3 separate regions of the Sus scrofa genome follow, and all the other regions are linked to region 3. The links are chromatin contacts, called in public HiChIP or PLAC-seq maps. All regions are on one chromosome and are shown on one strand. The core of a region is the stretch at or near the end of the contact, and the rest is flanking DNA. Distances in the headings are between cores, read along the strand shown. Region 1 overlaps TSEN15 (tRNA-splicing endonuclease subunit Sen15). Region 2 overlaps C9H1orf21. Region 3 has its middle 97 kb from the start of C9H1orf21.

Region 1 (4,449 bases), core at 1,579-4,078, 160 kb before region 3:
ATGTAGCTGATCTAAACAAAAAGTTATAAATAAAGATCAAGATGGAGTTCCCATTGTGGCTCAGAGGTAATGAACCTGACTAGTATCCATGAGGATGCAAGTTCCATCCCTGACCTCAATCAGTGGGTTAAGGATCTGACATTCCTGTGAATTATGGTGTAGATCACAGGTATGGCTCGGGTCTGGCATGGCTGTGGCCAGCAGCTGCATCTCCGATTCAACCCCTAGTCTGGGAACTTCCACATGCCATGGTGCAGCCCTAAAAAGAAAAAAAAAAAAAAAAAGATCAATTCTTTCTGGTGCTGTCCTGTACCTCTTTCAGCTGTGCTTCAGGAGCATTCAGTAGATCTGTCTCTCCTCTCTGCTTCCATGTGGTCTGAATGAGGGAACGGTCCTGCTTAGGACATGCCCTGATAACCTTTTGCTTTTATCTTGCATCATGAAACCTTTTCATATCTTTGGTTTTCTCTTTTCATTTGTGGTGTGTGAAGTGTGGTGAAATCTTGAACTTGGGTTTGGACTCACCGCAAGAAAAGGTATTCCCTGTCTAGGGCTTCAGACTTGCTTATGTTCTCCAGTCTAGCTCACCAAGGCTCTGCACTGGAGGTGGGAGCCCAACTTTAGCTGAGAATGGGACACTTAATTTGCTTTCCTTTTACCATTGTTCTGTAGGTATATACCTCCCTCAGGGACATTTCAGAGAAAGGGAGCTGAGGTTTAGGACATGATTTGGGTAATCCGCAAATCTTAATACTCTCTAAACATCCTAATTATTTCTAAAATAAATCTTCCCTAGGCATACCATGCTCACTCAGGCCTCACTGCCTTTGCACATATCATTGCTTCAAGCAGGAATGTCATTCTCCAGTCTTAATACCTCTCTGGCTTGTGAGATACTTATTTTTCAAAAATCCGACTTGAGTCATGGCCCCTAATACTTCCCCCCCACCAATCTCAAAACAGATCTGTGTATTTCTTGCTTTATGGAAGAAGAGAAAGGGGCTTGAGTATCGTACAAGTTTGAGTTCACATCTTCACCTGCCACTTACTCTGCGAACTTAGCAAATTATTTATCCTCTCTGAACCCCAGTTGTGTGTATGTGTGGTCACTGAGGTTTAGAGATTGATATACATATATTTGTTTTTTTTTTTTTTTCATTTCTAAAGTGGCAATGATAATTCCTACTTTTTTTGATAATTCCTACTTTTTAGGCTACTGTATATATTATATGAAATAAAGTATACAAATCTTGCAAATGAAGATGCATAATATTTTCTAGCTATTGTTAGACACTAGTGGCAGAAACAGGTGTTAGGCTGTTGTCACATTCTTATTGCACAGAGACAGTGGAATGTGAGTGCTGTTTGTCACTCCTGGTGTCCCTTCTCCACCTCTCTCCTCTTCCACTGGCTGGGATCAGAAGACAGGGACTCTAGGAGATGATAGGACCGCAAGATAGATGGAGCTCGGGGTCTTCAAATGACCCCCTGGAAGAAAGCTGTCTGTAGCCCAGCAGCACCTGTGTTAGACAATGTAAGGAAGAAACAGACTGATACTGTGGTAGGTCCCTGAAATTCTGGGGTTTATTTATTATAGAAGCTAGTGTTGATTACTCTAGTGGATTTAGAAATGGGCCCTTTGAGGTGGGGGATAATGTCAGAAGAACCTAAAATATGTTGCACTGATGCAGCAGTTGGGCAGTAGGTGGCACAGACATTGATACTGGAGTCTGGGAAGGCATAGGCCTGTGGAAGGGGTGGCACTGCATTTGGTAGATCTTTTGCTACTGACAATTTAAAAGGCAGGCCAAGTGTCTGACAAGCCTTTGTCTCTAAGGGGGAGATTGGTTATCACTTACTGCATTCAACAAAGTCTAGCAAGACAAAATATGCTCAGGCAAGAACTGGTTTGTGTGAGAGCAGAGATGAAAGGGACCAGATGGAGCCCAGAATTCTACTGCTTCACAGGACTGGAAGAGACTACTACTTCCTGGCTCCAACCAGTAGAAGATAACAACTGAAAAAAAGGCTTTGAGCAAGAGGTACATTTAAAACATCTCAATTTAATAGATACCATGCTAGCTTCTATAGAGGTTATAAAAAACCTAGGGGCTGTTCTCTACACTCAAAGAGGGTGTAGTTTATTGAAAAAGATAAAACACATGCAAATAACTGTAGTGGAATACAGTTAATGATGGAAGTATCTGTTGCTATAAATAATGGAGGAATTCCAACTTGCTGGAGGAGCCCAGAGAAGGGGTTCTCAAGGGGACTGGGGAGCTTGGACCTTGGTTACCCATCAAGCCAACAGACCCATGAATGAATGAACCTCAAATCATCTTTCAAACTCATCTTTCCCTTTTTGAAATACCAGAGTTCAGGTTTGGTCTATGGAGTTGCCGCTGATACCTGATGCACTGGGGGGGTCCCTCCGGCCAGCCTATGACTTCCCTGTCCATATTCTTCCCTGACTTCAAAAGGAGTTCAGGCTGACACCTGCTCAGGTTCCCTCCTTAGGGCCTCATTTCTGTAAAGGTGGGAGAGGACCCTGCTATCCTCATTCCTTCCTCACCTGCCCTGAGGGTATGAGATGCCCCAGACCTTAAAGCACTGTGTGTTTGCGGGGAGATTGCTTGTTTTTATTGTCTTTCTCCCTTTTTTCAAATAATCATCTTTGGGCAAAGAATAAGAACTTGCTACTTCTTAGTGTTTCCTGGCATGAGCCTAGTACCTTTTTAGCTTGTTTTTATTGCCTCTTTGGCTGCACAGAGCACTTATCTAAATATAGAATGGTACAACACTGTGGCCAGGATTGGCAGAAGATAACATTTTCCTTCCAATCAATTCCCTTGCATCTTTTAGTGAACACTAGGTACTGTTCTTTTCTCAGAGTGGCAAGAGTGGGCAGCAGGAAAGAAATGATATTGAGTTGTGGCTCTTTCCAAAGGAGAAGTCGAACACTGTAAGGCCTTCTGAGGCAGCGAGGCCAGGGTTGGTGCTCTGGGCTGGCTCTCCTGTGACCTTGGGTGAACCACACAGCAATGGTCGGCAGCCTTCTCCAGTCCTTTGGAGGCAGGGCAGTGCAGTGGAAGGGACACAGGCTTCAGCAGCCCCAGATTGGATCTCCTGCCTAGACCCCTATTGAAGAGTGACCTTGGGTAAATTCTTTAATCTCATCTTTAAAATGGGTGGTACTAATAAAACCTATCTCTTAGGCCTCTTGTGTAGGGGTTCAGTGAGATGAATATATGTAAATTATTCAGTAAATTTTTAAGAAATGGTAGCTATTATTTTTTTTGTAGGGTGGTGTTTTATAGCATTGGTGTTTCAAATGCAACCATGTTTTCAATTTTGTTTCTGGGATATTATAAAAATAAATTTATTTATTTATTTAGATATTAACAAAAAGCAGCTCTCAGAGTTCCTTGGTGCCCTAGCGGGTTAAGGATCCATTATTGTCACTGCTGTGGCTCGGTTTGACCCCTGGCCCGGGAACTTTCATATGCCACGGGCACAGCCAAACAAAAAACACAAAGCAGCTCTCGCCATATGAGTCAGATCCAGGTCTCTTACTATCTCCATTCACTTTGGAGAAAGGGTTTCATTGCTGGAGGTTGTTCTGTGTAGTGGTTAGAACAAGGGCCCTAGCCCAATTCTTGGGGGCTCAAATTCTGGTGCGTGATCATGAGCAAGTTGCTTAACTTCTCTGGGTCACAGTTCTTTACCTGCTATTCCAAAATGAAACATTTCATGAGCTTTATCCCACTTAGTATAAATCTTCCTATTTTTGATGCAGAAATTATGACTGAGTCTAGGGCACTCCTTAAGACCCTGAGGGGGGTTCTGTAATATACGGCACCTATGCCATGTTATCTTTCTTTCTTTCTTTCTTTTTTTTTTTTTTTTGTCTTTTTTGTCTTTTTGCCATTTCTTGGGCCGCTCCCACAGCATATGGAGGTTCCCAGGCTAGGGGTCCAATCGGAGCTGTAGCCGCCAGCCTACGCCAAAGCCACAGCAATGCAGGATCCGAGCCGCGTCTGCAACATATACCACAGCTCACGGCAATGCCACATCCTTAACCCACTGAGCCAGGCCAGGGATCGAACCTACAACCTCATGGTTCCTAGTCAGATTCATTAACCACTGAGCCATGACGGGAATTCCCCATGTTATCGTTCTTTAATTTTAATTCTGAATTTCTAAACTCATCTGGCTTCAAATGTTTTGAGTAAGGGGCCTGTGACACATCCTTATAAGGCTGTTTTGTGCTATGTTAACTTCATGTAAGCTTCTTGGGAACCTTATTGGCTATTATTGTCATAGTTGGAACAACTCTTTGAGGCAGGAATTATTATCCCATTTTATAGATAAGGAAAATAAGACACAGAGACAATAAATAGCCACATAGTCCATATGTGGTAGACCTAGAATTCAAACAAGACATTTCTG
Region 2 (4,173 bases), core at 206-2,705, 210 kb after region 3:
ATAATAAGATGTGCTTCTTCCTTAACACACACACATACCCACGCGCGCACACGCCATTGGCCAATTGTTCAATATCTGGAGCAGCCATACTAAATGGGGAAGGGTTTCTGGAACGGTCATAGAATTTCCAAATCCTGACCAGCCACCTTGCAAATTCATGACCATTAATCTTGGACGGTAGTGAAGGACTGACTCTATAAATGAATCAGCAGGAATTTATGGTCTATCCTAGAAAAGCAACTCTCATTTCAAGCCCTCTTAATGACAGTGGAATTTTATCAACTTTGTGTACAATGGCAGGCATGTAAGCCACTCTGTTAGTATCTGTTTGTAATTGCTGTCATTGCCATAGGGTTTACCCTAAAAAGGAAATTACTGTTTGCATTTATTCTAGATCTTATTTTATCATAATGCATTTTTTAATGCTTGACCTGAAGAGGTTTATCTCAAGGTGACTTCCATTCAGAGAGAGGATACATATTATGATAACATGTTGTAATAGTTCTGTAATGGAAGAAGAATCTTCATTTTTATTAGAAATTCATTTGACTATACGGTTTGGGGAAAGTCGATTAAAAGCCTGTGGTCTGAGCCAGACTGCCTGGGTTCAAGGCCTGGCCTGGCCAGGTGGTACAGCTAGGTGAGTCAGTGTTTCCTTATGATGGAGACATTGATAGTTCCCTTTCATAGAGACACTGTGAGTATGAAATGGGTTAGGGGTTAACCACTTTTCCAAACTAGATCTGGAACTTTTAAAGGGCTCTGTAAACAATAGCGCTTCCTCCTTCTCCTCCTTACTCAAGCGAAGGAAGAGATCCTTGATGTATTGCTTGTCTTAATGTTACTAAGATCATAGATCAGAGTTGTAGTGTACAACTGATGCCTTTAAATGTAGTTATCTTTCAAACAACAAGTTTTTGTAAAGACATTGCGGTATTTGCATTGCAGAAGAACTTCAGTTTTCTTTCACTAGATGTAGTTGTAATGAAAAGTTACATTACAGTGAAACTGCCATTGTAATGAAAAGCTTCACAACCCCTGCTCTGGCTGGTATATTAATTCCTAATTGAAGGAGCACAAGGAGAAGAGCTTCCATTGACAGAGACCCCAGACACCTGCCAAGGGAGGGTCTGTCAGTTTCCCTGATGGTGCCTGTGAATGTGAAATGTCCTTCTAACTTCTGTTTCTGTCACTATGATTTGCAAATGTGTCCAGATCCTTTCTGAATCCATTCGTACTTTATGCCTGTATCATTTCCCAAAGTAATTATTTTCTGTGCTCTGCGGTTTAGTGGTTAGGAGCCTGGCCCTGGATTTAGACCAATCTGGGTTAGAACCAGCACTGCCACTTGACCAGCCAATCAAGGACTAATCTCTGCAACTGTAGAAAGGGCGTTATAATACCAGCCTCGCGCGACTGACCTGAGGATTAAATCCAGGCAGGGGAGAGGACAGGTGACTGGGCAGGCTTTTCTCTGGAAGGGTTATCAAGGATAACAGGAGCCCCAGCAAAAATAGCAGAGAGGCCTTAGCTGGCCTCCAGCCTTTCTGTGGTTAGTGCAGAACCAGAACTGCAAGAGTCAGAGCAGGCTCTTGAGAAACTGGATAAATTGCTGTCAGTACCTCCATGCGTGCCCGCCTGCCCGCCCGCCTGCCCTGGGAGCGGCTTGCCATGCATTCTCTTTCTTGTTTAGGAATTATATCTGTATGATATAACAATTACGGGACTTCCCTGGTGGCCCAGCAGGTTAAGGATCCAGAGTTGTCACTGCTGTGGCTCAGGTCACTGCAGTGGGGCCAGGTGCTATTCCTGGCCCAAGAACTTCTGCCTGCTGTGAGCATAGCCAAAAAAAAAAAAAAAAAAAATTAAACCCTCTCTCCAGAGGAAAGCCTTAGTATGCATATGCATTCCTAAAGGAATCTGGGCTGTATTTGGATCTGGTTATATATCTTGTGTCAGAGCTTGTCAGAGATGAATGTTCCGGGGGCCCTTCATGACTGGTTAATAGTTCCCTGGTCACTGAATGATGAGCCTCAAATGGATGAAGGAGATGTGCTGTCCAGCCTCTGAAATGATTGAGTGATTCGGGAATGGGGCCTGCAGGTCTAGTCTTAATTATTAAAGGTGCTGTGGAGAGGGCAGCTTTCCCACCGTCTCATCCTTGCCGTGTGGCTGCTTCTTCCCTGGTCCTCTTCGAAGAGGAGGACATGACCCTAAGAACGCTAAGAGGCCATAGCACCTGTGCACATGCATCGCAGCGCACTCACTTCCCTCAGAGAGGTCAATCCCCTGCCTCCACAGCACACAGCCGCCAGGGCATCAAGCCAGGTCCGGAGGAGAACGGCCCTTTGAGCTGGGGCTCTGTGTCTTGTGATTCACCGCTGTCCCGCCAGAGAGGAAGGAGCTGGGTCAGGTTGGGCGGCATTCCCTCTGCTCCCAGGATCCATCGCAAGCCCTCCCTGGTCCGCGTGCTCCAGTACCTTCCCGTCCCCAGGTCCCCAGTGGAGGGTGTACCTGTCAGGGGAGGCAAGAAACAGGTTCTGGCAGGCGCCGTGTCTCAAGCAACTGCCCCCGCAGCGGACTGCAGACCAAGATTCCACCTGCCCCCGTGAGACTCCTTGTGGCTCCCCTCACCCTCGTGCCATACTGGCCTCTCTCTCTGGCTCGTGGCTGGTCTTCTCCTCGTGTTCTTCCTCCGCCTCTGCTGCTCCGAGCAAGTTCCACCTTTGTGGCGCCCTCTCTGAGAGCCAGGCGGAAAGCCTGGGATTCAGATGGTGGAGGTCTGTCCAGAGGAGAGGATCGATGACAGTCCAGAGGACAGATGCTTAGTCTGCTTCATTTTGTTTTGTTTTTTGCTCTTTTTTTTTTTTTTAGGGCGCACCCTTGTCATGTGGAGGTTCCCAGGCTAGGGGTCTAATCGGAGCTGCAGCCACCGCCTACGCCAGAGCCACAGCAACGCGGGATCCGAGCCGCGTCTGCAACCTACACCACAGCTCACGGCAACGCCGGATCCTTAACCCACTGAGCAAGGGCAGGGACCGAACCCACAACCTCATGGTTCCTCGTCGGATTCGTTAACCACTGCACCACGACGGGAACTCCAGCAGTATGTTATCTTTTAATCCCAGAGTCCTAATTTATCCCTCCCCCCATGTCTGTTAGTCTTTCTCTATTTTGCTAATAAGTTCGTTGGTAACAGTTTAAAAATTCTCCATGTAAGCGATGTATGATGTCATTGCGTATGTTAAAGAGGATGATACCCTTTGTTAGTGAGGGTGTGTTGAGATGAGTTGTACAGCACTGAAGCACGATTAAATCTTTTATCTCTGGTTTTAAAATATATCCAAGTATTGGGTTTCACTGAATAAGGATACTATAGGCATTTGAAAAGTACCTTTTTTTGCTTGTTAGGGCCATACCTTTGGCAAATGGAAGTTCCCAGGCTAGGGGTCAAATTAGAGCTACAGCCACTGGCCTATACCACAGCCATAGCAACACCGAATCCATGCCGCATCTATGACCTACACCACAGCCCATGGCAATGCCAGATCCTTAATGCACTGAGCAGGTCTAGCGATAGAACCCGCATCATCATGGATACTAGTTGGATTGGTTACTTCCGAACCACAACAGAAACTCCCCTGCTTGTTATTTTTTAGCAGCTTATATTTTTGGACCATGAGAACTTAGTGTATCAAACAATCTTATTTTGGAGTTGTGGCACAGCAGAAACGAACCTGACTAGGATCCATGAGGACGCAGTTTGATCCCTGGCCTTGCTCAGTGGGTTAAGGTTGTGGTGTCACGTGAGCTGTGGTGTAGGTCACGCAGCTCAGATCCTGCGTTACTGTGGCTGTGGCATAGGTCTGCAGCTGCAGCTAGCCTGGGACTTCCATATGCCGTGGGTGCGCCCCCCCCCCCCCCCAAAAAATCTTATTTCGAAATTAGTTTTCCTTTATTGGGTTGATTTGAGATGCACTTTGAAAAGAACTGAGAGCTTTTTTGTTAAACCACCAAAGCCTTATTTGAGAAATGTTCAAAACATTTAGAATGGGCAATTCATAATTACTCTAGAAATTGCTTAATAATAACTATTACATTGGAAAGGGCAAAGTCACTTTTTTCAAGTGAGGATGTAGTAATTATCTTGAAGGGACCGCCTGACTCAGAGAG
Region 3 (4,475 bases), core at 994-3,493:
CTGGGTCATGGCCTTGGCTGGTGATAACAACCCAACCATCGGTCCCTTTAAGGACCTCCAGATGGCTGGCCACTGGCTTTACTTACATCCCTGCTGGAAGGGAGGAGGGCGAAGGCTGGGGAAGCACAAGCCCCTGCTGAGATTTCACCCCGGCTGCTTCCATCAGTAGCTTCACCCCAGGGGTTGCAGAAATATTTTGTGTTCCCAGAACCTTGCTCTGGGCACCATCCCAAGAGAGCTCAGGGTTTAGAATGTGCTACGTCCTCAGCAGCCTAGTCTCAGCCTTCACGAGGCCAGAGAACCTGCAGCGGCAAACAGGAGCCTTCCTGGGAGGTTTCTAGGGAGGTCATGAGAGAGTGTCATCAAGCTTACTAGTGAGCACCATCTGAACGCATCCTTTCTCCACGGCGGTTTGCTAGGGGCCGAAATCGTCCAGTCCTCAGAGTCAGCTCAATGCCTGCTTACTCCCTGCTCCACTCGGGTTACAGTTGCTTATCCCTTTGACCTGAGACAGCGGGGACAGACATCAGCCCCAAATGTCTGAGACAGGTACTCCCTGCCAGGCTTGACCGTCAATTCATGGACTCGAGGATGAAGCTGAATCCTCAGCAGATCCCAAAGCTACACAGGGGAAGTGATTTTTCTGTTTCCCTGGATGCACCCAGGAAAGCAGAGTTGAGGCACTCAGGGTGGGAGGGCAGGGCCTATAGATGGGGCTTTCTTGGGGTGCTGTCCATTGCACAAGCAGGCATGGTCCATCCCCATATGCACGTCCTGCAGGCTTTGGAGCGCCCAGCCTGGAGCCTGGAGTGGAAAGGAGCAGGTGAGACAGTAAGGAGGCACAAGACAATGGGATCTAGGCAGTGACCAGGTACAAAATGCTTAGCGAGCGCAGTGAGGTGGCAGCTTACTCTAACCCCACCTGAAAAGGCCTTATAGGAATGTGGCATGGTAGGATTTAGAAAATAAACAGACCCTCCAATGATTTAAAAATTGTTGACTTCGGAGTTCCCACTGTGGCTCGGTGGGCTAAAGACCCCATGTAATGTCTGTGAGGATGCAGGTTCCATCCCTGGCCTCCCTCAGTAGGTTAAGGATCCAGCATGGCTGCAGGCTGTGGCTTAGGTCACAGATATGGCTCAGATTTGGCATTGCCGTGGCTGTGGCATAGGCCAGGAGGCCAGCTCCATTTGACTCCTAGCCTGGGAATCCCATATGCCACAGGTGCAGCACAAAAGAAAACAAATTGCTGACTTAAAAACTCCTGCAAGAGTAAGGCTTAAGCATCTTGAATTTGTCTTGTATCTTATCTGCCATGGAGTTGAAAGCATGTGAACAATGAATATGGGAGAATGGTTGCAGCAGGAAAGAAGGGGGCTTTTGAGAGTTCTCTTGTGGGGCAGTGGGTTAAGGATCTGGCATTGTCACTCCAGCGGCTTGGATCCCTGCTGTGCCCTGGGCTCAATCCCTGGTCCAGGAACTTCCACAGACTTTGGATGTGGCCAAAAAGAAAAAAAAGAAGGAGGCATTTGCTGGTAATTGTGGGCCAGGTGGGGAAGGGCACCCTAAGTCTGAGCTAACTGGCTCAGTGTTGACTACAGATAAAGTCACCTCTCTGCCTTCCAGAATAATTTTCATCTGTCTTCAGAGGTGATTCAGGCTAAATCAATTAAACGTTAGACTTTAATCTGTCTTTCCACAAACTTGGAATTTGGTAGCCTCCTCTCCCCTCCCCTCCAGAAGCATCTGGGAGGGTGGTGTTTTGTTTTGTTTTGTTTTTTTCCTTTTAGGGCCACACCCATAGCATATGGAGGTTCTCAGGCTAGGGGTCCAATCAGAACTGTAGCTGCTGGCCTACACCACAGCCACAACAATGTGGGATCCGAGCCTCATCTGCGATCTACACCCCAGCTCACGGCAACGTCGGATCCTTAACGCACTGAGCGAGGCCAGGGATCGAACCTGCAACCTCATGGTTCCTAGTCAGATTCGTTCCCACTGTGCCATGATGGGAATGCCAAAGCTCATGTTCTTGAAAGGTGCTTTGTGTTTCCAAAAAGAAAGATGGTTTGAACCCGAGGTTTTACCCTTTGCAGCGTGAACTCAATAAGAGCATCACTACCCTTGGGGAGGAAAACCAGACCTGAGACACATGAGACAGGAAACTATGTTCCAGCATGACTGAAATAGACCAGAGGTCATCGGCTGAAATAACCCCCCTGGAGCCAGCGTGGAGCTGGAATGGGTACCTAGAATGTACGGACACTAGAGCACTCTTCTATTTATGCTCTGATAACATCAGACCCTGCTGGGGTCATGTGTTTAATTTCAGGAGCTTCGGTTGAGAAAGGGCAGCCGAATTTGGACAGGCTTCAGAGGACATTTGTCAAGATACTTGAAGGGCTGGAAAAGAATACCTACCAGAAAGGTTAATGGAGACAGATCTGGCACCAACTGGCTGTGTGACTTTAGACAAGTCACTTCAGCTCTAAGACGCTCTGTTTCCTCCTCTGTAAAACAAGGACAGTGGCCTGGCTGAGCCCTCAGGACCCCCCAGGTTTCCCAGCCCTTTTATAGTCCAGAAGCAGTGAGAACTAGGCAGGAACTTTATTGTTTATTTTCATTACATGCCTCTTTTTTACAAATATGTCTTCCTTCCTGGAGACAGAATAAGAGAACAAAGGCTGAAACTGTAGATTAATCTTTTTGTGGAAGCAAAAGCGATGCATTAGAGAGCTTTTCCCAAACAGAGCAGAATTCAGAAAAATAAATGGAGCTAACCTTTGTTGGAAAGTTTTGTTTACAATGACCTTTGGAGTTCCATTGTGCCTCAGTGGGTTAAGAACCTGACTAGCATCCATGACGATGTGGATTCGATCCCTGACCTCACTCAGTGAGTTAAAGAATCTAGCATTGCTGCAAGCTGCAGCATATGTCCCAGACACAGCTTGGACCCCGCATTGCCATGGCTGCGGTGTAGGGTAGCAGCTGTTGCTCCACTTCAACCCCTGGTCTTAGGAACATGCAAATGCCACAGGTGCAGGCATAAAGAGAGGGGAAAAAAAATGACCTTTTAGTTCTCATGTCTTTAGAAATTATAAGCCAACTCTCTCTCATGGAGCCCTTTCCCCTTGCCCCATCTGTGCTGCCATGAGAGCTTCTGGTTTCCTCCGCTTGGGTCAAGTGAGATTTTATCTCTTCCCAAAGAGATGCCAGTAATCTCTGCCTAAAGGCACTGACCTCAAGTCACCTTGGGGCACAAAGTCCAATGTAAAAATGGGAGGGAAGAGGCACCTACAGGAAAGGCCCCCAGCCCCCCACCCCATCCTTTAATGATGCTCCCTTAGTCAGAGCCTACCTGTTAGGTGCAGTCAGCATGTCTCCCAAGAGGGTGACTTGTCCGTTTTGGTACGAGGCTCAGAATTCTATCCCCATTCTCTGCTTCCTCCTCTTCCTCTCCACAGGAGCCTCAGATTGGGAGAGCAGGAGATTGTGGAATGATCTGAGTCAGTAGTTGGAAAACACAATTCTAGAGCCTGGGGTCCCCAGTCATCACTGCCTGAGGCGTGAGTGACTCAGCCTGACCCAGAGGCACAGGGTCATGTTGCATGCGGTGGGGAACCTAGGATTATGGCCAGGCTGGTTGGGGTGAATACCCCAGGGCCCAGTGTCCACCGTCTGGCAGTGCTCTCCATCAGAACTGGTTCTCAACCAAGGCTGAACTTTGCAATCAACTGGGGAGTTTTTAAAATACTGATGCCTGAGTTCCTGTCGTGGCTCAGTGGTTAACCAATCCGACTGGGAACCATGAGGTTGCAGGTTGGATCCCTGGCCTTGCTCAGTGGGTTAAGGATCTGGCTGTGGTGTAGGTTGCAGACGTGGCTCGAATCCGGTGTTGCTGTGTCTCTGGCGCAGGCCAGCAGCTACAGCTCCAATTTGACCCCTAGCCTGGGAACCTCTATATGCCACAGGAGTGGCCTTAGAAAATACAAAACAAACAAACAAAAACGGATGCCCAGGACTCATGTGAGATGAATTAAATCAGGATCTCTTGCATTCCAGGAGCAATTTCCTTACCCTGTAGACTGGGCCACGAACCACTATATGCTTCCAGTGGCAAATGAACTTAAAACACATGAAACATCAGAGGAATCACAGAGGAATAGAAAAACTGCAGTTTACACTATCCTGTCCCTAACATACATAACACACCCGAAAGAATCCCCTTCTTCTAGAGAAGCTGTGTTTCTTGTGCCGATGACAAGCACGCTTTTACACAGCACCCTTTCATTAGCTTCAATTATCTGATGTACCAGAGAACCATCTGCCCTCAGTGAGTTGTCTTAAAAAAAAAAAAAAAAAAAAAAAACAATTGCAGACCAGTTTTGATCGCCACTTACACAATTGCTGTTTCTCCCAACCAATGTGATTTTGCCGTAGTAGGAGCTCAGGAGGGTTTTTGTTTTTTTTTGTTT

The links. HiChIP or PLAC-seq counts read pairs in DNA pulled down with a chosen protein or histone mark.
Region 1: an H3K27ac HiChIP or PLAC-seq map of skeletal muscle shows a contact between it and region 3. The contact joins two enhancer-like sites. A contact is called at or near these places in 2 of 47 Hi-C or Micro-C datasets (embryonic fibroblasts and skeletal muscle) and 1 of 2 datasets of contacts at active chromatin or transcription factors (skeletal muscle).
Region 2: a contact with region 3 is called in an H3K27ac HiChIP or PLAC-seq map of skeletal muscle. The contact joins two enhancer-like sites. A contact is called at or near these places in 2 of 47 Hi-C or Micro-C datasets (heart right ventricle and psoas muscle) and 1 of 2 datasets of contacts at active chromatin or transcription factors (skeletal muscle).

Annotation. Positions count from the first base shown.
Region 1 is chr9:125,354,148-125,358,596 of Sscrofa11.1, forward strand. All of the region lies in intron 7 of TSEN15 (tRNA-splicing endonuclease subunit Sen15), which reads left to right. Among named protein-coding and RNA genes, the nearest start is that of TSEN15, 56 kb to the left of the region's middle. Within about 2 kb of position 2,829, at least 4 of the 83 cell types and tissues checked have an H3K27ac peak or open chromatin away from gene starts, as enhancers often do. A contact at or near this core is called in skeletal muscle, where this site is marked.
Region 2 is chr9:125,723,121-125,727,293 of Sscrofa11.1, forward strand. The region is part of intron 2 of C9H1orf21; the gene reads left to right. Among named protein-coding and RNA genes, the nearest start is that of C9H1orf21, 110 kb to the left of the region's middle. Within about 2 kb of position 1,456, at least 5 of the 83 cell types and tissues checked have an H3K27ac peak or open chromatin away from gene starts, as enhancers often do. A contact at or near this core is called in skeletal muscle, where this site is marked.
Region 3 is chr9:125,513,583-125,518,057 of Sscrofa11.1, forward strand. No RefSeq gene overlaps it. Among named protein-coding and RNA genes, the nearest start is that of C9H1orf21, 97 kb to the right of the region's middle. Within about 2 kb of position 2,244, at least 3 of the 83 cell types and tissues checked have an H3K27ac peak or open chromatin away from gene starts, as enhancers often do. A contact at or near this core is called in skeletal muscle, where this site is marked.